Linked DNA regions of Triticum aestivum: region 2 is linked to region 1. A link is a contact called in public Hi-C data. All regions are on one chromosome and are shown on one strand. Each heading gives the region's core, a stretch centred on a gene start, on an enhancer-like site or on the middle of the called end of the contact. The rest is flanking DNA. Distances are from core to core; before and after follow the strand shown.

Evidence for each region. Hi-C and Micro-C count contacts between places; a contact is called where the count stands out from the background.
Region 2: a Hi-C map of leaf shows a contact between it and region 1, with 4 times the contacts expected there. The contact joins the promoter of LOC123110389 here to the promoter of LOC123110386 in region 1. A contact is called at or near these places in 2 of 5 Hi-C or Micro-C datasets (both in leaf).

The regions. Positions count from the first base shown.
Region 1 is chr5B:57,633,731-57,638,235 of IWGSC CS RefSeq v2.1, forward strand. It overlaps LOC123110386 (cullin-associated NEDD8-dissociated protein 1), which reads right to left and starts at 2,931. Exons shown (of 29, transcript XM_044530879.1): 1 at 2,742-2,931; 2 at 458-540; 3 at 201-370. The coding sequence starts at 493.
Region 2 is chr5B:58,504,818-58,509,111 of IWGSC CS RefSeq v2.1, forward strand. It overlaps LOC123110389 (DEAD-box ATP-dependent RNA helicase 9), which reads left to right and starts at 2,517. Exons shown (of 7, transcript XM_044530883.1): 1 at 2,517-3,000; 2 at 3,743-3,870; 3 at 3,977-4,294. The coding sequence starts at 2,608.

The DNA of each region.
Region 1 (4,505 bases), core at 1,681-4,180:
CATAGTGACTAGCATTATCAGAATGTTCCCAAATTCTAGCAGGACCGGGGGGGGGGGGGGGGGGGGGGGGGATAATCAACAGTAACAAGATCTTAACATGCAAAATCCTTACTTCCCCAATCCCACACCATGCAAGCATGGTAAGATATCAAGAACACAAACAATGGATTAAATAAGAAAGTATTTTAAAGGAAAGGTACCATTTCACAGCTAAACCAGAAACATCTCCTGAAGCATCTTCCAGTTGTTGAAGAATAATATTAGTCAACTTTGATTCAAGGTCTTGGTCTGCTTTGAAACTCTCTTTATTCAACTCACTAAGCAGATCTGATGTGGCCATATATCTGTAGTCTTTATCTTTCCCTGTCATCTGAAAGCACATACAAGGAAAAAAAAATGTAACCGAGCAAAAACTGAGGATTCCTTATCAAGAAATGTAAATTGGTGTAATAGATACCTTCTCCAAGATGCCGGTTATGTTCATATTCGCCATTGCACCAAATCTGTGTTCAAGTCCTCTTCACGAAGATATTCGGTAGTCTAAAAAGCAAATTAAGCAATGAGAAATGTTCAACAGCCTAACAGCATCTGTGTTGCTAAGTGCATAAATTTTAAAACTGTACCAAACCAAACAGAAACTCCGCCTATGTCTTCTAGGCATAGCCGGTCCCAAGCCCGGGTAAAGGAGGAGGGTTGTGATAGGCGTGGCGAGCCAACGTAAAAACTAGCCAGTCCCATAGGTATGAAACCCATTTGAGCGAGAGTAGTACTAGGATGGGTGACCTCCTGGGAAGTCCTCGTGAAAGGGTTTCATATCTAAGGGTTGTGATCGGCTTGGCGAGCCAACGTAAAAACTAGCCAGTCTTTTGGGTATGAAACCCATTTGGGTGAGAGTAGTACTAGGATGGGTGACCTCCTGGGAAGTCCTCATGAAAGGGTTTCATATCTAGCCTACCCCAACTTGTTTGGGATAAAAGGCTTCGTAAGTAAGTAAGTACCAAACCAAACAGAATCGGTGGTGGATGCATTCTGGTGGGAGTAGGACAAGTACACTAGATGGAGAAAAAACAAGCAGAAAAATATTTAAACAATCTAATGTGGAGATCGAACACCTGACAACTCACTTCACACCTATGTACCTACCACATGCGCTACGTGTATGTTGTGTTATTAATGAAAAATATTAATTACTTATTCCCACTACTGTGGATAGAAGTCAAAATGTTTGCAAAATAGGCAAAGAGGGGATTTAAAACAAATGAGATTTGTAGTTTGGCTGCATGTGACTCTGTTTAAAAATAATATATACGTTAAGTCAATAAGAACATATTAAACCATTGTTATGGTTGAACAGTAAGACACTAAAGTAGTGGCCATGGAGCATGAGAGGGTACACGGGCGGTCCAGCTTTCATAAGTACGGTTTGATGTTCAGCTGGTGTAATGCATACAAGTAACAGATAAAAGTGGTAGGAGACCCTAAACCATGGCAAAATTGATTTCATTTTCCTAACGAGAAGAATGTTTTCAACTCCAGAGCCACGCTTGACAGAAAAGAAAGCATTCTACTCATGTTAATGTTTTCGCCCTAAACAACTAACTAAACTAATTTGTAAACAAGATAAAAAAAAGGCATAAATCTACACGTTGAGCAATTTAATACTTAAAAAGAACAAATAAGAACTACATTAACACTTGTTCATTTATATACTTCTAACACCAGCAACAAGCCAAAGTTAGCACAACATGAAGTCTCGTGTGCAATTACAGACATCGCATACACCGTATGCACATGCTCCATGCTAAACATGAGTACACAACACTGACGTTATTAATATGGTAACAGATGAAATTTCAAACCAAAATCGCTCACACCAGGTAGTTCTCCCAACTCGATACATGACAAATCACCATAATAAAAGTTAAGCCATTAGAGAGCAATGATGTGTCGCGCAGGCCACGGTTCAGCATTAACCATGCCGATCCATACCATCGGCCCCGACACCCAGATCACTTCAGCGTCGAACCGAGCAAAACACCAAACCTAAGCTTAACCCAGTTACCCAGTAAACCCGCGCCAAGCGCATCAGAAAACAGAACAGCAGCGGTTCAATTATGCACCTATTATATAATTACATTCACATATACAAACCAAGCCCGCTAAACAGCATCATTTAAGATTAACATCACCTGATCGGTGATTCTAACAAACTAATAAAGAAAGGTATGGCCTCAGATTTAGTATCACATAATATATATAAACATCATTTGCGTCAGATTTAGCATGGTGTCAAATGTAGACATAATTTGCATCAGTCTTAGCATGGCATCAGTTAAATAGTCCAAGGTGCGTCAGATCAACCCTATTAGCAGTTTCCAGCTCAAAATAACTTCAGAGTAAGAAAATCAAACCAAAAACAGTGCTCATACAGGGGAGTGGGATGTTGGGGAACGGGAGCTTGACCTCCACAGCCGGCAATGCTGTGCAACTAACAGGGGAGGGAGTGGATAGGAGGAGGGGAGGACGATGGGAGAAGGGTGAGGGGAAGGGCGGCAGAGCAGCAGCCCCTGCTCCCCCGAGCGCATGGGGGAGGAGGCGCGGAACCTTCGCAGCGACGCTGAAGCGCGCCGGCGACGAGTCGGCGAGATCCACAGGGCGTCGAGCGTCGCACGAGAGAGAGCGGGGGGCGGGGAGAGCGGCGGAAGATGGGAGCGTGGAGCCAACAGGGAGGAGAACCCTACCTCTTCAGCGCGGGCGCGGGCGCGGGCGCGGGCGGAGGACGCGGCCGATCTGCCGCCTGAGAGCTCCGATCGGAGCAAACCCTCGCCGGAAAAGGCTGGCGCTCGCCGGAGAGGTGGGGATGGGAAGCTGTAGCAGCAGCAGCAGGAGAAACCCTCGCTAAAGCCTGAAAACCTTTTCCCTTTTATTATCCCCGAGACGAGACGAGACTTCCCCCTACCAATTGTGGATGTGTAACGTAAAAAAAAACATAAAGTGGGCCGAGCCTGGAAGTTTAGACATACACGGCCCAATAAGCACGGTTGGACTCGACTGAGCATCCTGGGCGGTGATATGTATGTATCGCCTTTTTTCGGTTTTGCTATTTAACAGTCGACTGTTTTTCAATTCGCTGTCACTCGAATTTGTGGCCGTCTAATCTTGCGCAGAGAGTTGTTGTCTCGGTCGCGGGTTTCTTTTCTGTGCAGTTTTCTTTTGTCGGGATCGGTTTTATTTTGGGTCTGTCCGTTACCATCTCCTCCGTGTGTGACGTTTCCTTTTCCTTTTCTCCATTCTGAATTTTTCCCCATTTCATTTTGATTGTACTGTTTTGAAAGGGCAGAGGGGGGAGCGATAGGAGGAGGCGCTCGAAGGACAGAGAAGTTGAGGCGATTCCATTGGGTTCATGGCGTTTCCGAGATCCCTCTTTGCCGGAGCTTGATTCTCCTATTTGATTCCCTACTTCCCTGATTAGTTACTCTTGTCTCTCTCCCTTTCCGTGTGCGATTTGCCATGGTGGTTGTGGTTGTGTAGTTTCCAGGTCTAGGTGTTCGTGCGTTTGTGTTGTAGATTTTGTTGCTGTTTGAGTATTTAGTTGTTGGTTCTGCTTCATGGTTCATGTAGTTTTCTGTGGATCCCATGTGCTCGTGTCAGTTGTTAGTATTTGTGTGATAGCCCCTAGCTTTGTGATTGCTCTATTACGTTTTAGGTGTTCTCATTTTGATCCTTTCGTTGTAGCCGCTATTTGGTTGCTCGTTTATGAATTTTTTGATTGATATGTTGGTGCTCTGCTAGGGTGAGGGTTTGTGATTTTTCAGGCGATAGGCATGTCTCTGTGTTGAATCTTCTGGATCGTCCCCTGCAGTTGCAGTTTCAACCATCTGGTAGGGTCAAGTTTAGGTAGTAGTGCTTTTTTAGGGTTGGTTTTCTTTTGTGTATGAGTTTTTTCAGAGTTTGCAGTGCTATTTTTCTGGTAGTTCGTGCCTTTTTTTTCTCCATAGCCCTCTGCGTTCTAGCACTGCAACTAGGTTTGGTAGTGTGTGTCAATTTTTTTCTATATGTTTTCCTTGAATTTCAGTGGATTTTAGCTCTGAATTGCACTGTAATACCTGAGTATTTTTATGTAATGTAGTCCTCCAGTTTTGCACATTATTGTTCTCTAGTATTTCTTTGTAATTCCCGTCTGAATTGTTTGCTGCAACTTTGAGCTTTTGATCTGTAATCGACGGTGGAGCTACATGTATTGCTTGCACTGTAAATTGTGTAGCTTTGCTTTGTAATTCATGTGCTTTCTGACTAAAGTTGCTTACTCTGTAATTTTCATCAGTTTTGCACTACACACTGCAACAACCATGGTATTTACACTGTAATTTCCATTGTAAGTTCACTGAAAAGTAGTTTGTAAGTAATTACACTGTAATTTCCTCTATGTACACTTTAATATCCATGGTAATTACACTGTAATTTCCCTCAATATACACTGTATTTTCCTCAATGTACACTGTAAT
Region 2 (4,294 bases), core at 1,267-3,766, 870 kb after region 1:
ATGCCCACCTTTTTGCAAAGTTGAGGTCATTTGAAGGATGTCCAAAAATAGACCACATGCAATTGAGGCTGTTCGCGTAGGGCCAGAAGGGAATGTTTGAAAGCATATTATTTTTCGACATCCATCAAATGCCCCCAAAATTTTCCACCCAGTTCTATGATGAATTCAAGGCATCATGCCAAATTGTTTGGAATTTGACAAGTTTTGCATTTTTTGCAATTTTCTCGGTGAGAAAGGACCGACAAATGACCAGATGTGTCGCAACGTGCAAACAACGTCAGAAGTCGTTCAAACCTGGCATCGATGCCTCATATCTCCGTGCCATGCTACTGCGTGGGGTCATTTATTCATAGTCCAAAAAATACCAGTTTTATGAGTGTGCTAGACTAGGCGAGACGGGTGCATCCATGAGCATGTAGTTTCTTCTAATTTGAATGCCTATGTTATTCCAAAAATATTTCAAATTTTTAACAGGTTTCAAAAAGAATAATAAAGTTTTAAAAGAAGAAAAATGAATTAACGAAAAAAAGGAAAAGAAAGAAATTAAAAAATATGTTCAGGCCTTGGTTCAACTAGGCGACGACATCGCTCCCGCCGGGTACCTGTTGGGCCGACCCAAGCGTTTGCGGATTCAAAAAAAGTTCATCAATTTTGAAACTAGATGTTCATGAATTTGGAAAAAATATCGCGGGCATTGACAAATGTTTGTAAAAGTTGAAAAGAGTACATGGATTGAACAAAAGTTCACAAATTTGGAAACAAAGCTCACAAATTTAAGAAAATATTCATGATTTGAAAAGTTCATGGATTTAAGAAAAAGTTTCATGATTTAAAAATAGTTCACAGACTTAATAAAGCAAAGAAAATCAAAAGGAGAGAATAGTTAAAAATAGAAGAAAAACGAGACAAGCAAAAACTGAAAAATTTAAAATCACAATATGCTTCGAAAGATGTTCTTATACGTAATATAAGTGTTGGACAAAAGAGTATATGAGGACTCAAACTCAAGACCCAGTCAAACACGAGATATGAGCACTTGGGACATGTCTTAATGGGCCGGCCCAGTCGCAAGCGACTACGTAATTCTTATACTCCGTTGTCCTGGCCTTTTTTTTCTTCTGTCGAGCCATGGTTGGCTTTGGGACCTCCTAGCTTTTGCGTATGTATCCTCGGTTTTATCACAGGCGTTTCCTAATCGGCGCCCTAAGTGCCATTTAAAAGGTTTTTTTGGGGGGGAGGCAGGGGGGAGCGCCGTTTATAGGGTAATCCGTACAGGGCGTACACCCCTTAGGTCCTGTTAGCGGCACGGCCCATCTGTTTTTCTGTTCGTTTATTTCCATGTTTCAACATGGGATTTTTTTTTTCAAATTGCATGAACTTATTTTAAAATTCAACGAACTTTAAGAAAATGATAATTTTTTTCTGCTTTTGTGAACATTTTTTAAATCGATGATTTTTTTCACAGTTGATGAACTTTCTTTCAAAATCAATGTTTTTTTTTCATTTTCTGTCATTGTTTTTCCAAAATCCATGAACTTTTGCCAATGCAATGAACTTCTTTAAAAAATTTGATGAACTTTTTTCAATACTTGAACTTTTTTTTTTCAAATTTGAGAACTTTTTAAGTTTGTGAACTTTATTTTCAAAAACCATGAACACTTTTGAAGTATGTGTCCCCCTCGATGCAAACCTGTCCCAAATTTTGGAGTGAAAATGGGTCGAAACGGGCACAAAACAGACATAAAATGAAATGGGTTGCTGCGTTGGTCCGTGTTTTTTGTCCGTGCAGACCCAAATGGACACTACCAGACAAAATGGGTCCGTGCATTGTAGTTGGCCTTAGCTTTCCTCCCTTCCATCTTTGTTTCATACAGAAAGACCAAGGAGGGCGCTTGCGGCCTCATGACATTGTGAAGCTCAGGAACTATCTCTGCATTTCTATGCTCGTGACAGTTGAAGCTAAGCAGCTAATTCTTGATCACAACACTTACGACGCTATATAAATTTGAGCATGTTTTCTCCTGAAAAAAATAATTAAACTACAAACTAAAATAATTTTGAGCACCTGACACCCGGCCCATTCAAAAGAAATCCCCACGACATTCAGCAGCCCACGGGAAATAACCCCAGCCGAGCAATAAGCCCAGGGCCTCCAAAACCGCCATAGCTTTTCCTCCAAGCAATGCGTTATCATAAACCTTTTCCTACCATTCGCCCACTGACACCCGGGCACACCAAGCTCGTGGCTCCACAAGTCATTCCCTACGTCTGACATCCGCTCCGCTCTCCCGCGTAACCTCTTCACTCACCCCAGCTACTGCTAGAGGCACCCGCAACAACCCCTGGCAACCTTCATCGTCTCACGGACAGCCGGGCCCCACCGGATCGCTGACCTCCTGACCCCACCCGTCGGTGTCCGTGGGAGCAGGAGATATTTCCATACCGTACGCGCGCTCCGGAGCCGCAGAAATATCTCTCGTGGCTGCCTATTAACCCCATTCCCTCTCCCCCCCTCTCCACTCGTCCCCTCCTCCTCCTCCTCCCCAGAACCCTAAACCCCGCCGCCGCCATAAACCCTAGCCGCCGCCGCAGCCAGGGCCAGCCAGGATGTACGCCATGATCCGCCGCGCGGATCCCCTCCGGAGGCGCGCCGCGTCGGCCATCATGGCCGCGCTGCTGCAGCACCCGGCGGGCCCCTCCGCCGCCGGGGCGTCGGCGTCGGCCCTGCGGCCGCGGTCGCCACTCCCGCCGCCGGCGATGTGGTTCCACTCCAGGCCGGCCCCGCTCGGGTTCCGGGAGACGGGTGCCGCGCGGGCCGGGGCGCACGCCCAGTTCGCGGCGGACGAGGGGTGGAACTACGAGGATAAGAGGAAGCCCGCGGGGGGCGTGGCTGGGGCCGGGGCCAAGGAGGAGGGGCTGGAGATCGCAAAGCTCGGGATCTCGTCCGAGATCGTCGACAAGCTCTCCGCCAAGGGCATCACCAAGCTGTTCCCCATCCAGGTAACGGGAGCAGGCAGGCACGCAGCCTTTTCCCCCCTCTCTTCAATTGGAACGTGATTACTACTTCCTGTGGTCGTCGGTGGATTGTTTGCTCTCTGGTGCTACCGCTTGATTGATTGGTGCACATTTAATTATGTTTTTGTAGGAAAAAGAACATTTCCTCTTGATGGAATGTTGTAATTTCTGCACAGCTAATTAATTTTGAGCATAGCTCAGTACGAGGCTTGCTCCGATGTGCGGAATTGCGGAGCATTTCTTCATAGTTTTGTGTGGTTTTCCACTACCTCGCTGTCCTACGCGAGGCAACTGTGATCTTTCCATTCGTTCTGAATGCACAGATGTATTAATGGTAGTGAAATTTATACTCTACAAGTTAGTCTATAGAACCTTACTCATTTCGTAATTTGTAATAAGAGACAAAAATTTAAGTTTGCGTGATATTGTTCAGCAGTTCATTAGCTGTTGCGACTATCACTCTGTATTATTATGTGTGTGCTCGCGTCACTTTCTCTTGTGACAATAGTTATGCATGATCAGCTGTTTTTTACTTGTGCTTCTAGATTGGGTCAATCAAATCATCCCTGTATAGGCCCAATTTGTTATCTTTTTGCTCACCTTTATGTTGTCATCTTCAATATTCTCCTGGCAGTAGGGTAGATTGTTTACTGCTTACATGATCACACAATTAGTGAATGCCTTGTGTTTTGGATGTTAAAATTCCCTTCCTTTCTCTGATGTGTAGAGAGCTGTCCTTGAGCCAGCAATGCAAGGCAAGGATATGGTTGGCCGTGCCAAAACGGGGACAGGGAAAACTTTGGCATTTGGAATCCCCATAATGGATGCAATTATTCGCCATAACGCAGCTAACAAGTAAGTTTGGGCATTTTTTGCATCAATCATTATTCATTTTCCCTCTACCCCTTTTAGTGCCACCTTGTGTTGTATTGTCACCTCAATTGAATCTCTGGATTCACAGACCTGGAATACATCCCCTGGCGATATGTTTGGCACCAACACGGGAACTTGCAAAACAAGTTGAGAAAGAATTTGTTGATTCTTCCCGGCTGGAGACACTCTGTGTATATGGAGGCATTCCAATTCAGCAACAAATGAGAGTTCTTAGCCAGGGTGTTGATGTAGTTGTTGGGACACCTGGACGGGTAATTGATCTGCTAAATAGACGTGCTCTGAATTTGTCAAGTGTCCAGTTTGTTGTTCTCGATGAGGCAGACCAGATGCTGTCAGTGGGTTTTGATGAAGCCGTTGAGACAATTTTGCAAAATGTGCCTGCAAA